Linked DNA regions of Oryctolagus cuniculus: region 2 is linked to region 1. The links are chromatin contacts, called in public Micro-C maps. All regions are on one chromosome and are shown on one strand. Each heading gives the region's core, a stretch centred on a gene start, on an enhancer-like site or on the middle of the called end of the contact. The rest is flanking DNA. Distances are from core to core; before and after follow the strand shown. Region 1 overlaps MAP3K20 (mitogen-activated protein kinase kinase kinase 20). Region 2 holds the start of MAP3K20 (mitogen-activated protein kinase kinase kinase 20).

Evidence for each region. Hi-C and Micro-C count contacts between places; a contact is called where the count stands out from the background.
Region 2: a Micro-C map of ear pinna shows a contact between it and region 1, with 5 times the contacts expected there. The contact joins the promoter of MAP3K20 here to the enhancer-like site in region 1. A contact is called at or near these places in 2 of 6 Hi-C or Micro-C datasets (ear pinna and psoas muscle).

The regions. Positions count from the first base shown.
Region 1 is chr3:67,919,864-67,927,524 of mOryCun1.1, forward strand. MAP3K20 (mitogen-activated protein kinase kinase kinase 20) reads right to left here. Exons shown (of 20, transcript XM_008258756.4): 10 at 4,263-4,369. Among named protein-coding and RNA genes, the nearest start is that of MAP3K20, 120 kb to the right of the region's middle. Within about 2 kb of position 3,113, at least 5 of the 8 cell types and tissues checked have an H3K27ac peak or open chromatin away from gene starts, as enhancers often do. A contact at or near this core is called in ear pinna, where this site is marked.
Region 2 is chr3:68,038,190-68,045,850 of mOryCun1.1, forward strand. It overlaps MAP3K20 (mitogen-activated protein kinase kinase kinase 20), which reads right to left and starts at 4,548. Exons shown (of 20, transcript XM_008258756.4): 1 at 4,414-4,548. LOC127491525 (translation initiation factor IF-2) reads left to right here. Exons shown (of 5, transcript XM_070069878.1): 2 at 1-31; 3 at 3,627-4,006; 4 at 4,104-4,874; 5 at 7,398-7,661. The coding sequence ends at 7,519.

The sequences.
Region 1 (7,661 bases), core at 1,863-4,362:
TGGAGTTGACTGCACAGGGTCTCTGACTTGGACTCTCGTTACATGGTTCCAGACATGAGACAACAGTCAGGGAGAGAAGGCAGGTGGTCTGAATGTGCCACCTGTGGAAATAGCCAGATGATCTGATAGAAACACAGAATTCTTTTTGGTACTCGGCACCGTGAGTAAGACAGTGTTTTGACCGTAATGATAGCCTGAAGCAGCCACGCCCCGGGAAGTTTCTCTTAGCTCTGAGAGTATCTAGTCAATCGAACACCTCCTGCTTCTGCGAGGGCATGACAATGACCACGTGTCCCCCCGCAGCACACATGGCATGTGTGCCACAGCAGGCCTGGCACTGGCATCAATTTTACATACGCCACTTGGGTACCATCTCAATACTGTGGGACGATCTTGGGCAAGATACTCAACCTGCCTGATGTAAGTTAGGGTTGCTATGTGGATTAGCAAAAGAAAATCCAAAAGAAGTACAAGTGTCTGGTAAGACCCCAATAAATGAAAACCATGGCTTTTTAAAAAATCATTATTACAATTAATATTATTATCATCCATGTTTTTTAACCAATATCCAAGTTCAGTTAAAACAGATCTGCTTCTGGGGCTGGCGCTGTAGTGTAGCGGGTTAACGCCCTGGCCTGAAGTGCCAGCATCCCATAAGGGCACCGGTTCTAGTCCTGGCTGCTCCTCTTCTGATCCAGCTCTCTGCTGTGGCCTGGGAAAGCAGTAGAAGATGGCCCAAGTCCTTGGGCCCCTGCACCCACGTGGGAGACCTGGAGGAAGTTCCTGGCTCCTGGCTTTGGATCGGCACAGCTCCGGCCATTGCAGCCATCTGGGGAGTGAACCATCAGATGGAATACCTCCCTCTCCCTCTCTCTTTCTCTCTCTGCCTCTCCTTCTCTCTGTGTGTAACTCTTTCAAACAAATAAATAAATCTTAAAAAAAAAAAAAAAAAAAAAAAAAAAAAAACAGATCTGCTTCTTCTCAAACTGTGGTCCACTGGCTCATACAGACATCAGAGGGGCAGGCACTTGGTACAGTGGTTAAGGTGCCATGTGGGATGCCCACATCTTATCCTGGACTGCCTGGGTTCGAGCCCCAGGTGTGCTGATGATCCACCTTCTTGCTAATATGCACTCTGGGAGGCAGATGATGGCTCTAGTACTCGGATCCCTGACACCCAAGTGGGAGATCCAGACTGAGTTCTGGGATCCTGGCTTCAACCTGGCCCAGTCCTCACAGTTGCAAGCATTTGGGGAGTAAACCAGATGAAAAATCTGTCTCTCTCTAATAAAATTAAAATTTTATAATAAAATGAAATTTTAAAAAGAAATCAGAATTCCTATAAAATAGATGAGGAATAAATTTGTGAGAGAATTAAAAGATGTTTGCTTTGGCACAAAAATGTTGAAATCCTTCCTTACAGAGTCCTCAGAAAGTTTAGCATGTATTATGAAAAAAAAAAAAAAATTCATGGATTTCTTTGCACCAAAATAAGCCTATCTTTTTTTTAAAAAAATTTGAGAGGCAGAGAGCCAAAACTTCCACCTGCTGGCTCACTCCCCAAATGTCTGCTGGGCCATGGTCAAAGCTGGCAGCAAGGTGTTCTGCACGGTGGCAGGTACCCAACAACTTGAGCATCGCTAGGTCTGCATTTTCATGTCCTTTAGTGTTTTAGTAAAAGGCTACTTTATTTTTCATTTTTAAAGATTTATTTATTTGAAAGGCAGAGGGCAGAGAGATCTTCTATCCATTGGTTCACTTCCCAAATCCCTATAACACCAGGGTTTGGCCAGGCCCAAGCCAGGAGCCAGGAATTCCAACTGCATCTCCCACAGGGTGGCAGGGACCCAAGTACCTGAACCATCATCTGCTGCCTCCCAGGTGCGTATTTCAGGAAGCTGAATTGGAAGCATGGAGTGGCTAGGACTCCAACCAGGCTCTCCAATATGGGATGGGTCTCAAGCAGTAGCTAACCCCACTCAGCCACAATCCACACCTCTAAAATGTTATTTTAAATAAAAAAACTCTTTGTCTGTGACAGAGGTTTTCAGTGTTGCTCTGGGGACCCATGAGACCTTCCAGAAGATTCTTGGAGTTACGCTGTTTTCAGAATATCACTAGACAGGGGTCGCCTGTTCCGCTCTCATCCTCTAAAAGCGTTCGGTCTCCCACAGGTTCCCTGCGTGCGCAAGTGACGCAGACTGAATGCAAAAGCGTGCTGTGTCACTGTGTGTAGTTTCAATGAATCAACACATATTTAAGTTTTTTCTCGATTCTCATCGTGAATGTGGTAAACACTGGCAGATGCAGGTCATGATAACAAAGGTTCTTTGGAGTCCACTGTAATTCTAAGAACGTAAAAGAGTCCTGAGACCAAAACCTATGGGAATGGTCGTACGTGGGGAAGAGCTGTGACAGCAGCTGTCATCTGTCTTGGACCCGATTTCTGAGGGCACTGTTTTTGGCCATATGTAGGCTTTAAGATTTTCACGTGGAGAGCAAGCGACTTTCCTCCTGACTGATGCTCTGTTGCCATACTTTTAAAGACTCCCTGTCGCAAGGGTATTAATATCCCACTGACCCTTGGGATAACAGATCGAATGGCACTTCCTTGGGGAAGGCTTTCACAGCAGCCTCGGCCCAGATCAGATGGTGTGGGCCTGTGCTCTCAGGCGTCCGGCGCTTCTCAGCTGCGACGCCTGTCCAGTAGCTATGTGTGGGTTTCCATTTAGCAGTTTGGCAACTGGACACGCTGTGACAAGCATCCTGTGCTCATGGCTCCGGCCCGGCACCTGGGCGGCACCAGCAGAAGCACAATGGATGCTGAACAAACAAATACAACCTGGGTGCTTGTCATGGCAGACAAATGGCCCTACAGGGTTATGTGCTGCTGTATAACACCATCCTTTCATATCATTACCAACAAGGCATTCTCTTCCTCTGTCCTCGTACGTATTGACCAAGCAACAGCTGTGTTTCCAGCATGTTCTAGGAGCTGCAGGGACAGTGGTGAGTGCAAGCAACAGGGGGACATAGTTCAACAACTACCCACAGAGGGCAAGGGCGGGGCTGAGGAGGAGACACGCTCTCGGAGTGCGGAAGGCAGGACTTGGCCTGTTGTGTTATCTCAGCTACCGGAGCCTCAGGGGTGGTGTGCAGCTGCACAGGGGTGGGCTTTAAAGAGGGGAAACTGTATCTGCAAAGCCCCCCTGCAGAGGGAGGGCAAGCGTGGAATAGGACCATGATCTTAAGCTAAGGCCATTGGGGCCAAAACCCAGATGGCCTCATTCAGTCTCCAAAGTCCTGTTAAGTATCTTTCCCTTCATCTTACGAGTGATTGGAACCCATACGAGGGTTCTGATGGGAAGTGATCCGATTACACAGTCACTGATCTCTTACTGCAGGAAACAAATGTTTTGCTTTTTTAATTATTTCAGCCTAAAAATTGTCTCTTAGGACTAGACTTGACTTCACGGTGTTACTTTTGTAGCCCTAAGTAATAATTCACTTAACTCACTCGCCCTAGGGAGATCTTTCAAAGGAATAAGCATACATAGTGTGACTGTAAAATACCAAACAGGAAGCCCAAGGAGACTTGGGACAACAGGAGTCCACAACCTGGTGGTTTTCAACCTGCATGCAGTGTTCAGCCAGCATCAGCAGATGGCGTAAGGCCTCACATTACTGCCTCGGAGCAGAGTTGAGGTTACTCCCACCTCTGCTGAGTCAGGGCAGCAGTGGTGTCAGCTCCCAAACATGCTATTTATACGTGCATCATGTGAGCTGGCTCGGACGGGCTAGCCTGGGCTTACTTTTTCCACTCATACAAGACGGTTCTCTCGTTCCGAAGTTTGTTCTGCACTTCACAACATTTGATAGGATTTATAAGGGCCCAAGTTTTCTTTTACAAGTGTTTTTACAGTGCCCTTGCCCTCTCCAGCAGCAGATCTGGCGCCCGCGCATTTCAAGGCCTGCACAGTTTTCCTCTCTTACTTTACTGGACACAGGCCAGAGCGGGGATGGGGACGGGGACGGGCTGCTCACCAGCGTTTGTCTCAGAAGCCAGGATTTCAGTATTCTTTCCAAACACTGAGGGATGCAGTCAGACAACGCAGACTCTCCCTCTTGCTTCCGTGTGAGAGGGAGGGCTCACCAGGTCTCCTCTCCAAAGGTCTAAAACATTGTTTTCCCTAAGCCACGCGCAGCCAGCAGGACTGTCAGCCAGGGCTCTGTGGCCGGGCTGCAGCGCCAGGACCACCCACCTCCACTCTGCCTTGTTGTGCAGGAACGAGTTGCACTGGTCAGGAAGGCTCGTGTCATTGCGCATGGACTCCAGGATGGCAATGATCTGCTTGAACGACGGCCGTTTCTGCAAAAGGGGAGAGAGTCACATACTGGGCCTTAAGCAGGAGAGCTTTAGAGAAGACACAGGCACCCACAGGCACGGTCATACCCAGCTCAGCCCACCGGGCGGGCGAAAGGAAACGTGACACAACGTTATTTACAGCAGATTCCATATTTTGGATTACTTATGCTGAAGAACATATGCACCCTGGGAGGCAGCAGGTGACGGCTCAAGTACTTGGGTTCCAGCCACCCACGTGCGAGACCTGATTGAATTCCAGTCTCTTGGCTTGGACCTGGCTTAGCTGAGGCTGTTGCAGGCATCTGGGGAGTGAACCAGCAGATGGAAGAGCTCTGTGTGTCTGTCTCTTTATCTCCATTTATCTGCCTTTCAAATAAAATGGAAATAAATAAAAATTTAAAAGGAGAAGGAATAGATTCTGATGTTGTTTTTCTATCCATGTGGCCTAAGCTTGGGATAATTAGTGTTTTTCTCCAGGTAGAAGTTCTCTTTGGGTATGATTAAGGGCTCCTCAAAGGAAAAAAATTAGTCCTTAAAAACATCTATGTGATAAAACTGGTAAAAAGTTAATGGGAGTCTGAGTATCTTGGTGTTCTTGGTGTTTGCTGTACAATTCTTTTTTTTTTTTTTTAAAGATTTATTTATTTATTTGAAAGGTAGAGTTACAGAGAGGCAGAGGCAAAGAGAAGGAAGTCTTCCATCCGCTGTTTCACTCCCCAGATGGCCACAACAGCCGGATCTGGGCCAGTCCGAAGCCAGGAGCCAGGAGCTTCTTCCGGGTCTCCCACGTGGGTGCAGGGGCCCAAGGGCTTGGGCCGTCCTCTACTGCCTTCCCAGGCCACAGCAGAGAGCTGAGCAGGAAGTGGAGCAGCCGGGCCTCGAACCAGCGCCCATATGGGATGCCGGTACTACAGGCAGCAGCTTTACTTGCTGCACCACAGCGTCGGCCCCTGCTGTACAATTCTTTAAATTTTTGTATGTTTTATAAAAAATGTTGGCAGGGGACTGGCGCTCTGGCACAGTGGGTAAGGCTGCTGCCTGCAGTGCCAGCATCCCATATGGGCGCCAAGACCTGGCTGCTCTACTTCCAATCCAGTTCTCTGCTATGGCCTGGGAAAGCAGCAGAAGATGGCCCACGTCCTTGGGCTCCTGTACTCACATGGGAGACCTGGAGGAAGCTCCTGGCTCCTGGCTTTGGATCGGCACAGCTCCGGCCACTGCAGCCAACTGGGGAGTGAACTAGTGGATGGAAGACCTCTCTCTCTCCGCCTCTCCTTCTCTCTCTGTGCAACTCTTTCTCTTTCTTTTTTTAAAGATTTATTTATTTACTTGAAAGAGTTACACACAGAGAGAAGGAGAGGCAGAGAGAGAGAGAGAAAGAGAAAGAGAGAGGTCTTTCATCCTCTGGTTCACTCCCCAGATGGCAGCAACAGCTGGAGCTGCGCCAATCTGAAGCCAGGAGCCGGGAGCACTTGGGCCATTGTCCACTGCTTTCCCAGGCCATAGCAGAGAGCTGGATTGGAAGTGGAGCAGCCGGGACTCAAACTGGTGCCCACATGGGATGCTGGCACTGCAGGCAGTGGGCTCTTCCTGATACACCACAGCGCTGGCCCCAACACTTTCAAATAAATAAATAAATAAATCTTAAAAAAAAATGTTGGCAGAAAAAATCTAATTCCAAATTGATGACTTCTGGAATAAAATTTCCCAATTTCAGCTGGTTAGGAAAAAGATCCTCCAATTTTAAAGTCACTGCTCTCAATGTTTATCCCACATTAGGATGAGCCTCCGTGCGGGACACCGGGAGACGCTGCTCAGCAGGGCGGGAGGCAGTGGGAAGTACATTTCTTCAGCTCACACTAGCTATCCTCGTCTCTCTCCTTAGACTCCAGCCAAGGTTGAGACAAAAGGTTAAAACAAAAACGGAGGAAGAGAATAAAAGGATGATGCACAGTCTCTCTTCACATGCCTTGTAATTATACCATTTCTGAACAAATTACAGTTGCAGCAATTAAACATGCATTTTAATTTGGGCGCACAAAAACAAGAAAGAACAATGTTGAGGTAGCTTGCTCTCAGGACCGAGAGCCTCCTGTATTAGTAAGAAAAGCAATTTTCCCATTTCTCAGAAATACACAACTGAGCTATGGAGTTAGGCCACTATTTTTCTCTTTTTAAGAGCACATGCTTGTGTGTGTGTGTGTGTGTGTGTGTGTCTGTGTTTTAAAGAGACGGCATAAGTACCTAAATGCTACTGGCATATATTCAGCTTTTTAGTAAGTTAAGAGAAAACTGCCTTAAGCAGGAAACTTGAAAAATATCCTGTCTCCTTTAACTCTATTTCCATCTTAATTTCTACCACCATGTGTCAGGTTTTAAAAGAAAAAAAAATTTTTTTTTTGCACAGGAACTAATTACATAATAAAGGATTTTTCATTTTGTAAGGAAAAGCAGGAGAAACTCAAGGATTTTTACAGAATAATATTCATAATCATTCTTGAAATACAGTGAAACCTTCATAATTGAACGAGAACCCCTAGAAAGACTGTAATTTTATAGCTGGAGTCTGCCCTTAGACAAAGTGACCGGTGTGAATGTTTCAGAACAACAGCACTGTGGGCTCTCGTGCGTGCTGGCTGCAGAGGGCCGTGCATCGGCACCTCGGGCTGCTGCTCTACAGGCACTCAGCTTTCTCTCACATGATACCTGGGCCCTGCTTACTGAAAACAAAAATCACAAGGACCATTTCCACATGTACTATATCTACATACACTATTTCTCCATTTGTTACCTTCACTTTATAGACTTAGAGAGACTTCCAGAAAAGAGGGAGCTGGTCAGCCCCACCCAGGGAGCAGGTCATAGACAGAGTCTGTGCTCCCACACTCGGCGTCTCCCAAGGGAAGACACACACCTTCCTTCCTAGGAAGTGAGCACATGGGCTGAACTATTACTATTTCTTTACTGAGGCGTGTCATTTCAGGGCTTGAACCAACATTCACCTTTCCTTTTTCTTTCTCTTTGACAGAATGGTCTGGGCGCCCAGTGTAAGCCACTGGGATGACCCATTGCCCTCCTCCAACTTTGGCGTGCACCCATCCCCCCTCCTCACTGCAAGAGAACACCCGTTCCGTGGGTGGCCTGAATAGTACAACCTGGGTGCTAACACCCTAAAGCTTGAGGACTGACAAAAAACCGAGCACACCCATCAGCTACTGCTCTACGTATGTGCACAGGACTGGCACCCACCTCTGGCAGAACAGCCTCGTATTTCCAGGCAGAGAACTGACCTGGG
Region 2 (7,661 bases), core at 3,298-5,797, 120 kb after region 1:
AGGCCCAGCGCCAGGCAGGAGAGAACAGTGAGTAAGGCTTTAGGCTCCACCCCGACTCTAGGAGGGCTGCAGTATCACCATGACCAACCAGAGTATAATAAATACAATGAAGCTACTCTCAAGTAGGGAGGACCCCTCCTCCTTGGAGGGCTACAGTACCAGGAGCCTGATTCTGAACCGTGTGGAGAAGGATGGGGAGGAGCTGAAATGTCTCCTCCCAAACTGGCTAGGAAAGAGAGAGCCACACTGCAGAGATCCCCCCATAGCTCTTCTCCCCCTTCTCCCCTTTCTCAAAGTTAACAGTACTTGTCCTCTTGAGCCACAGGATCAGCTCAGAAAGTGGGAACTCTGGTTGATCATCCTACCACTATTCTTATCCCAGCAAGATGCAACCACATTGTGCATCAGGGGCTGGGCTGTGGAGCTGTGGTCTGCAGTGCCCTTGATCGGAACCTATCCCCAGCTCATTCCCACACCCGGGGTAGAAAGCACAGCACACAAGGTATAGGAACAGGGGGCGAGCGTTTGGCCCAGGGGTTGTCACTTGGGACACGCATCTCACATTATGATGCCAGGGTTAGAATCTCAACTCTGCTTCCAACCTACGTGTACTCTGGGATTCAGTGGTGAGGGCTCCAGCAGCTGGGTCCCCGCCAACATGGGAGATCCACATAGAGTTCTGGACTCCTGGCTCTGGCCCGGCCCAGCCGTGACCCAGCCCTGGCTGTTGTGGGTATCTGGAGAGTGACCCAACAGATAGAAGCTCTTTCTGCCTTTCAAGTACATAAAATATGTATTCCAAAAAAAAATAATAAATAAGGTATACGAATAATAACATGTCCTGCAGCATCAACTTTAAGATTTGGAATGAACATGGGTCTGTTCTATTTGTTCATATCAACAGAACATCATGGACGATAAAGCAATGTTTAAATATTTTAATGTTCCAATGCAAGATTCTGAAGTGCTGCCTTCCACGGTGGGCATGTAGATGTACAGTTTCTTGAGGGAACAGATTCCTTCTTCTCCATAATAAGATACTCTGGTAGAAAAGCTCGAGATGCAAAAATTTACTGTACGACCTGCAGACGGCAACCCTTCCCTCCTCTTTGGTTTTCCTACATGAAGTCTAGAGATGAATCAGAAGGAAGCATTTTGCCCAAGGCCAGCTGTGCTCACAAGCACCGAGAAGGACCCCAGGGGATTCCAGGGCTGGCCTCTGGGTCAGAATCTTTCCTGGCTCACATGACTTCCAGATCTCTCAGACAGACGTGTAAACGGGTTCATCTTCGCATTCTCCCCCAGGCCCAAACACCGCAAAACTGTGTATAAGCACAGAGGTACAGGAAGCCGTTGCAAACCCCTTATACTCAAAGCACAGAGTAGTCATGAGAGCTTCCCATCGAGTCCCTGCACGCACACTTCCATAGGATCCGGGAGACAGGCGAGGCGGGCGGCTTTCTGTGTGAGGCTTGAGAGGTGTGCAAGAACACCCTGCGCCACCACGCAGCCACAGTGGCTGAGGCTTCAGGCACGGCTCTCACAGCGTTCATGTAGGCCCCCAACTAATACGTGGGGAAGCTGAGGACCAAGGCTGCGAAGGCTGCTTGCGCTGACTCCCTGGCTTGCTAGCAACACAACTGAGATTCACACACAGGTCTGATACCAAAGACAGATTCTTTTTTTCACTGCAAGTCTTTTGCCATTGTTTCATTCTGCAGCCTCCTTAGACTTTCCCTTATTTGCCTTTCTTTAAACAAGACCCTTTTCTATTACACTAATTACCCGATAGCTGCCTATACACCTCTAGGTCAGTATGAAGTGTTAATTTCCTATTAGCAATTGTGACAATGGGCTTAGGGTGTCAAATGAGTGGCTGCTCTGTTCTCATAGAATCTTCTGCTGTGTTGAGATAATTTCACTGCTGTTAGGGCCTAATCGATGCTCCAGCTGTCCGTAGGAGTCTGACACAAAAGCACCCACGGATCAGTCAAACCAATCTAAGCTCTAGCATTTACAGCTCTCTTTCCTTAACAGGTGCAGTTTTCCGGGCACAGCTGGAACTCTGCTTACTTGTGTGTAGCGGGGCAAGGTTAATAGCCACACTAGAAGTAGCCTAAATCTTCCCTACAGTAAGACACGAAGGGCCTTGGCTGCTCCTATTACACTCAGACAAGCCACAGCGCCCCTGTCAATCTGTCCTGGGTAGAATAAAATAGAAAGCAAATGACCCTAGTTGATTTTTTTTTCTGACATCTCAGGATACAGATATAAGGCAATTTATTCAAGAATAACATATCACCACATACATCTTTTTGTGGTTAAAAAAAAAAAACACATGACCATGGATTGTCCCCCTCTCTCTTTTCTGCATCTCTCAATTTCTGAAACCAACGGTTCGCTTCGCTCTCTCGCTGCGCACGCACTTTATCTGACCCCTTTCGTGCAACATCGCTGTCATTTCTTGCATGTTTCTGCTGATGACTCGCTTCTCCACTGCGCGCCCTTGCTAACTCCTGCTCCTAAGCCTGCAGCCCTCTCCGAGTCAGCTTCAGTGCTCACTGCAGATAGGCAGGGAGCCAATGTATTGCCAATAGCACTCACTCTTGTGCTGACTTAAAATACACAGAGCAACTTGCCAGGTTTCCTTATTTGGCAAGAAGGTCCCTTAGTTCCCAAGATCTTTGACCATCCATTTTTAGATCCAAATCCACATGCTGAATATTTGGATACTACTTTCCCTGTGTCTCTCTCTTCAATGTGTCCTTATGCATTCCCTAAAAGAATAAGAAATCCATCATCTAGTTTGCTTCCTAAACAAGAAAAGCACATCCCCTTGCCATTGTAGTTTGGTGATTTACTCTGCAATTACTACCACTAAAACTTGTTTTAAACAACATTTTTCAGTTCAAAAACAAAAACCCTCAAAATAATCCTGAAGTTATAGGAGGAATTAAATGGTGGAGGCCCAAAATAACTAGAGCACATCCTCCAAAAGACTGTTTCTTTTATTTTAATGCTCTCTTTTCAAACAAATGAAATTCATATTCATTTGCAAGCTCCCAAATCGCTCACTATTGTAACAAGAATTTAAAACAAAGGCTCTCCACAAATGACCAAAACCATAATTAAAGCACAGCCGTCACATTTGGGGGGTAGGGGGGATGAGGTGGGAAAAAAACAACAACAACAAGAAATGCCACTGCAGAGAGAGAGGCCTACTACAAAGAAGACATTAGCCGGTCTTGAATCACTGGTTTATTTTTGTCTCTCAACGCGTTTGTAGGTTTGGCTCCACGAAGCCTGGCTTCAGCGAAGGTCAGGAGAGCAAGGAGGCCCCCGAGCAGGGCGGGGGACACCTTCAGCCGCGTCCCAGCCCAAACGTCCCGGGTGCGCCGGGCCGAAGCCCCTGCACCGGGACTCGAGGGAGCGGGCTGCCGCACCGTCGCTGCCGTGGGCCACCAAACGCTGCTGCTTTCATTATCAAACTGCCCAAAATAGTAACTAAGTTCCCCCAGAAACGGTGCTTATGCGGCAATCTCAAGGAGCAGGCGAAACGTACGTTTCCAGCAACCCAACAGCGGCGCCCCGTTGTTTTTTTTATTTTTTATTTTTGCCTTTTTTAGGCGGCTCGATGACATTTCGACGGCTCTGAATCAAAGTTTTCCTGGAGCTGTCATGAGCCAGCCAGGCGTGGCGGGGGGACCTCGGCGGACCGCTGCGGACCCGGTGCAGGTCTCGGAGCCCACGCGCCCCGCGCCTCAGTGGGAGCCGGGAGGGAGCCGCGGCGGGCGGGCGCCGCACGCGGCCCGGGACGCGGCCGGAAGGGCAGGGGAAGAGGTCGCTCGGGTGGGAGCCGCCGCTCGCGGCCGAGTCTCACAGGGAAGCAGAAGTCGGCTGTCTGTCCTCGCACCCACGCACGCCCGCCCGTCCGTCCGTGGGAAGGGGCCCGCAGCCGGCCCGGATTCGGGAGACTCGCCTTTCGCCCCCCACCGAGAGTTCCCCGGTCACTCTCCGCCCGGCCGGCTCCGCCCGTACGGCCGGCCGGAGCCCCGGGCCCGGCCAGCGGGGCCGGAGGGCGCCCCCTGCCCGCGCCGCCTAAGCCCGGGCCGCCCCGGCCTGCGCCCGGCTCTTCCGGACGCCAACTTTTCCGTGGGACCGGCCCCAACTTCCCGGAGCCGCACTCGGCCGCGGGCCGGCGCGGGCCCCGGGATCGCTGGCTCCACACACCGCGGCCCGGCGGCCCCCGGGGGCCGGAAGAGGCGCCCCGTGGGGACCTGCAGTCCGGCTGGGTCCCCTGGCCCTTAGCAGGGCCTCCCTCGGCCCGGAGCCACCGGGACGACTTCGCGAGCGCGGCGGGGCCCTCTCCCTCCGTCCCTCCCTCGGTCCGCGGCCTGCAGCCTGGCCCCCTACCTGGCTCCCGGGCCGGACGCGAGCAGCAGCCGGGGGCGCGGAGCCCCGCGCGACGAGGGCGGCGGCGGGGGTCGGGAGGACGGCGGCCCGCGCGGCTCCCACGCTTCCGCCGGAGTCAGGAGTTGAACATTCCGCCTCTCCGCGCGGCGCCAATGAGCAGCACAGTGGCCGCAACAGCACCACCTACCTCCGAGCGCGGAACGGCCGCGCGCCGGCCCTCCCCGGCACGCCCGGGCCTCCGGGCCCGATCGCCGGCGCCCGCCCCTCGGCGCGCTGGAGCCTGCCGAGGCCCGGGACGCCCGGAGCAGCGCGCTGGCCCTTTCGCTGGGCACCACCTTATCCCGACCGCAGACATAGGCGCTGGGGCGCCGGGGAAGTCAGTGCTGTAGTGGGGAAGGGCCAGACTCGCACAGAGCTTCCCGGGGGGAAACGGGGCCCCAGCCGCCTCCGTGGAACCACCCGTGAGTACCCCCGCAATTCTGAGGAGTCCAGGTTGAGGAGACAGAGCCAGGTGGGAGTGGACGCTGGGGACCACGGCGAGTGATTGTGAATTGTGGGGAGCGCGATGTTTCCGTAGGGGGACAGGCCAGACAGGTGGTGAAGGCGTAAGCCAAGCTGTCCCGGGTTTCGATCTTGACTTTTCTCACCCGTGAACACGGGGGAATTGTGCAAAGCGAGTCGAGGGGGAGGTGGCTGTTTGTGTTTTTAGCTTAGTGGGGGTTTAGCGCAGTCGGCTGTGGCTGTGCAGTGGGTTGCTAGGGGGAGGCACAGCAGTGCGACTGTTGCTGTGACCTGGTGGTGGGATGGTGAGGACCTGAGGCAGAGTGTGCAAGCTGGAATTGAAGAGGAGAAACATCGAGAGACCTGTTTCAGGAAGAGGCGTGACCCAGGACATGTGGAAGACAAGGAGAGAGGGAGAGGACGCCAGGGTTTCAGGCCTGGGTGACTGGAAGAGGGATGGTGTCACTGACAGGAATAGGAACAGGGGACGCTGGCTTTTTGCCAAGTTTGAGGTCACCAAAGGAAAACCAGGTAGAGATGCAGCAGCCGAAACACCACACTGGCATTCAGAACACTGGCCAAGAGCACTGTTGTGCAGCTTGCAAGACATCCATGGAGGCTAAGGACGTGCAGTGGAGGAACAGGCGAATGTATAGGTCAGGAAAAACACAACTCTTTATCCCTTTGATACAGACTGAAGATTTTAGGATTATTAAATTCTATTTTGGTAACTGAGAAATTAGGATTGATAAAAACTGTCAGGCTAACAAAAAGTTCCTAATGTAGGTAATCAAATAATTGTTGAAGCCATCTAACCATAAAAGGGAAAACAAAGGCACTTCAGCACGTTCAGCCTGGGCTCAGGCTTAGGGATTCTGCAGGCATTTTACCTTACCTTCCAAGGCACCTGACCAGGAGAGGGTTGGGGAGCCAGGGGACCTGGCTGTGGTCTGAGTCCTAGCAGTTACCAGCGGGGCACTTGCTGCCTAGGCCTGGCTCCTGCTTGGCGAAGCGAGGGGGCCTAATGAGCTGTTAGCTGCAGGTTCCAGCTATAAAATGATGAAGGCTTCACATTTGAAGCTCATGGCTTCAGAAGCTTAAACTTTTTGGCCACTTTACCGCTCCGTCCTACCCATCTTCCTTCCTTCTCCTTTCCACCCATAATTAGGATCAAAGAATAACTATGAGGAGCAAGGAACGCCAAAGAGGAGGCTCTCAGACATGCTTGCCTGGTCATCCGGCAGGCATTGTCTTGTCTTCCCAAGTAGGTTGTAAATTCCCAAAGGTCTCTTGTCTCTGTCCAGAGCTGGAATAAACACCCAATAATTGTGTGATAAGCTTCCAGCTTCTAGCCTGACCTTTCTTTTGCCAAGCTGCCTGCTCCCTTATGACTACATTGTTCTGATAAATGCAGACTAGGGCTTCTTCCCATCAGTGACAAACCATGTTGAAGGTTTCTTTGCTACTTCTCACCTGGCAGATAACAGGTACATTTACTAACATAAACAGTGCTAACAAAGAGATCTAGTCAGACCTATCTTAGCAAACCTTCCTATTCCTTTACTTCAAATGTTTCCACACTAAAAATAGACGTGCTCTGGGCAGTGGGGTGGCTTGGAAGTTCTTCACACCCTCTTACATCCAAGAACACCCTGCAAAATCAACTTGCGATCTAAGTTAAACCAGTGTGTTTACTGTGTAAATACAGCTTTAGGGAAAAGCTCCTAAGCCCCACTCAAGGATACTGTTCTCCCTAAGCCCCTCTTCACTGGAAACCCTGGAGCTGCCACCAGCCATTAGTGGATCAGAGAAGTGCAGACATACATTCTATTCAAGACAGAAAGAAAGGGGCTCAGAGGCAAACAGCATTGTTTATGCTCCCTTGCCCCAGGTGGTGACAAGCTCTGGTACAGGCTGGCACCCAGGAGGACTTTCTCTAGCCATCTCACTTCTCCAACTTAGATGGTGAATACTTACTGTCTGCATCACAGCCACGAATTAACCAGCTTTTATACCAAGGTCAGTACAACTCTGAATCACTGGGAAATTAAAACACACAAGCAAACATCCTTTAAGATTAGTAGCCAGTACCTTAATATCATAAATGAAGCCCTGGTTACTGTTTGAGCTTAGCTGTTACAGAGATTCTCAGGAAGACTTGGATACCACCTTCGTTGGGTGTCCTGGGGCACGACAGCAGCGGAAGGGCAGGAAGCGTATTGGAGATTTTGCAAAATGTATTCAAGAAGACTTGACTGACTGTAGGGCACAGCGCTGAGCTTTGTTGATGACAGTGGTGAGGGAGGTGTGGTCCCTCCTCTTCCAGAGTTCCCAGAGTGCAATGGAAAAGCCAGCAAAGACACAGCAATTGTATTGAGGTGTGCTCTGCAGCAGGCAAGGGTGAGGGGCTTACAGGAGAGCACCAAACAGTTTTGAGAGGTTGATGAAGACTGCCAACTCAAAGAAGCTCTATGCTGATACAGGAAGAACGAAGAGGATCCGCTGGACAACAAGGAAGGGGAAGTATGCCGGGCACAGGGACCAGCAAATGCAGACCCCAAGGAACGACACCACCAGAGCAATAGTCCTTGTGTGGCAGCGATAGTGGCAGCAGTGACATACTCATGATGATGACAGACACGGCCAATATTGACTGAGTATTCAAATGCCGTGCACCCAATAACAGTTTTACACGCTCTTGCCATCTAGTCTTCACACTGCCAGGCAGCTTGCACGTCACCCACACC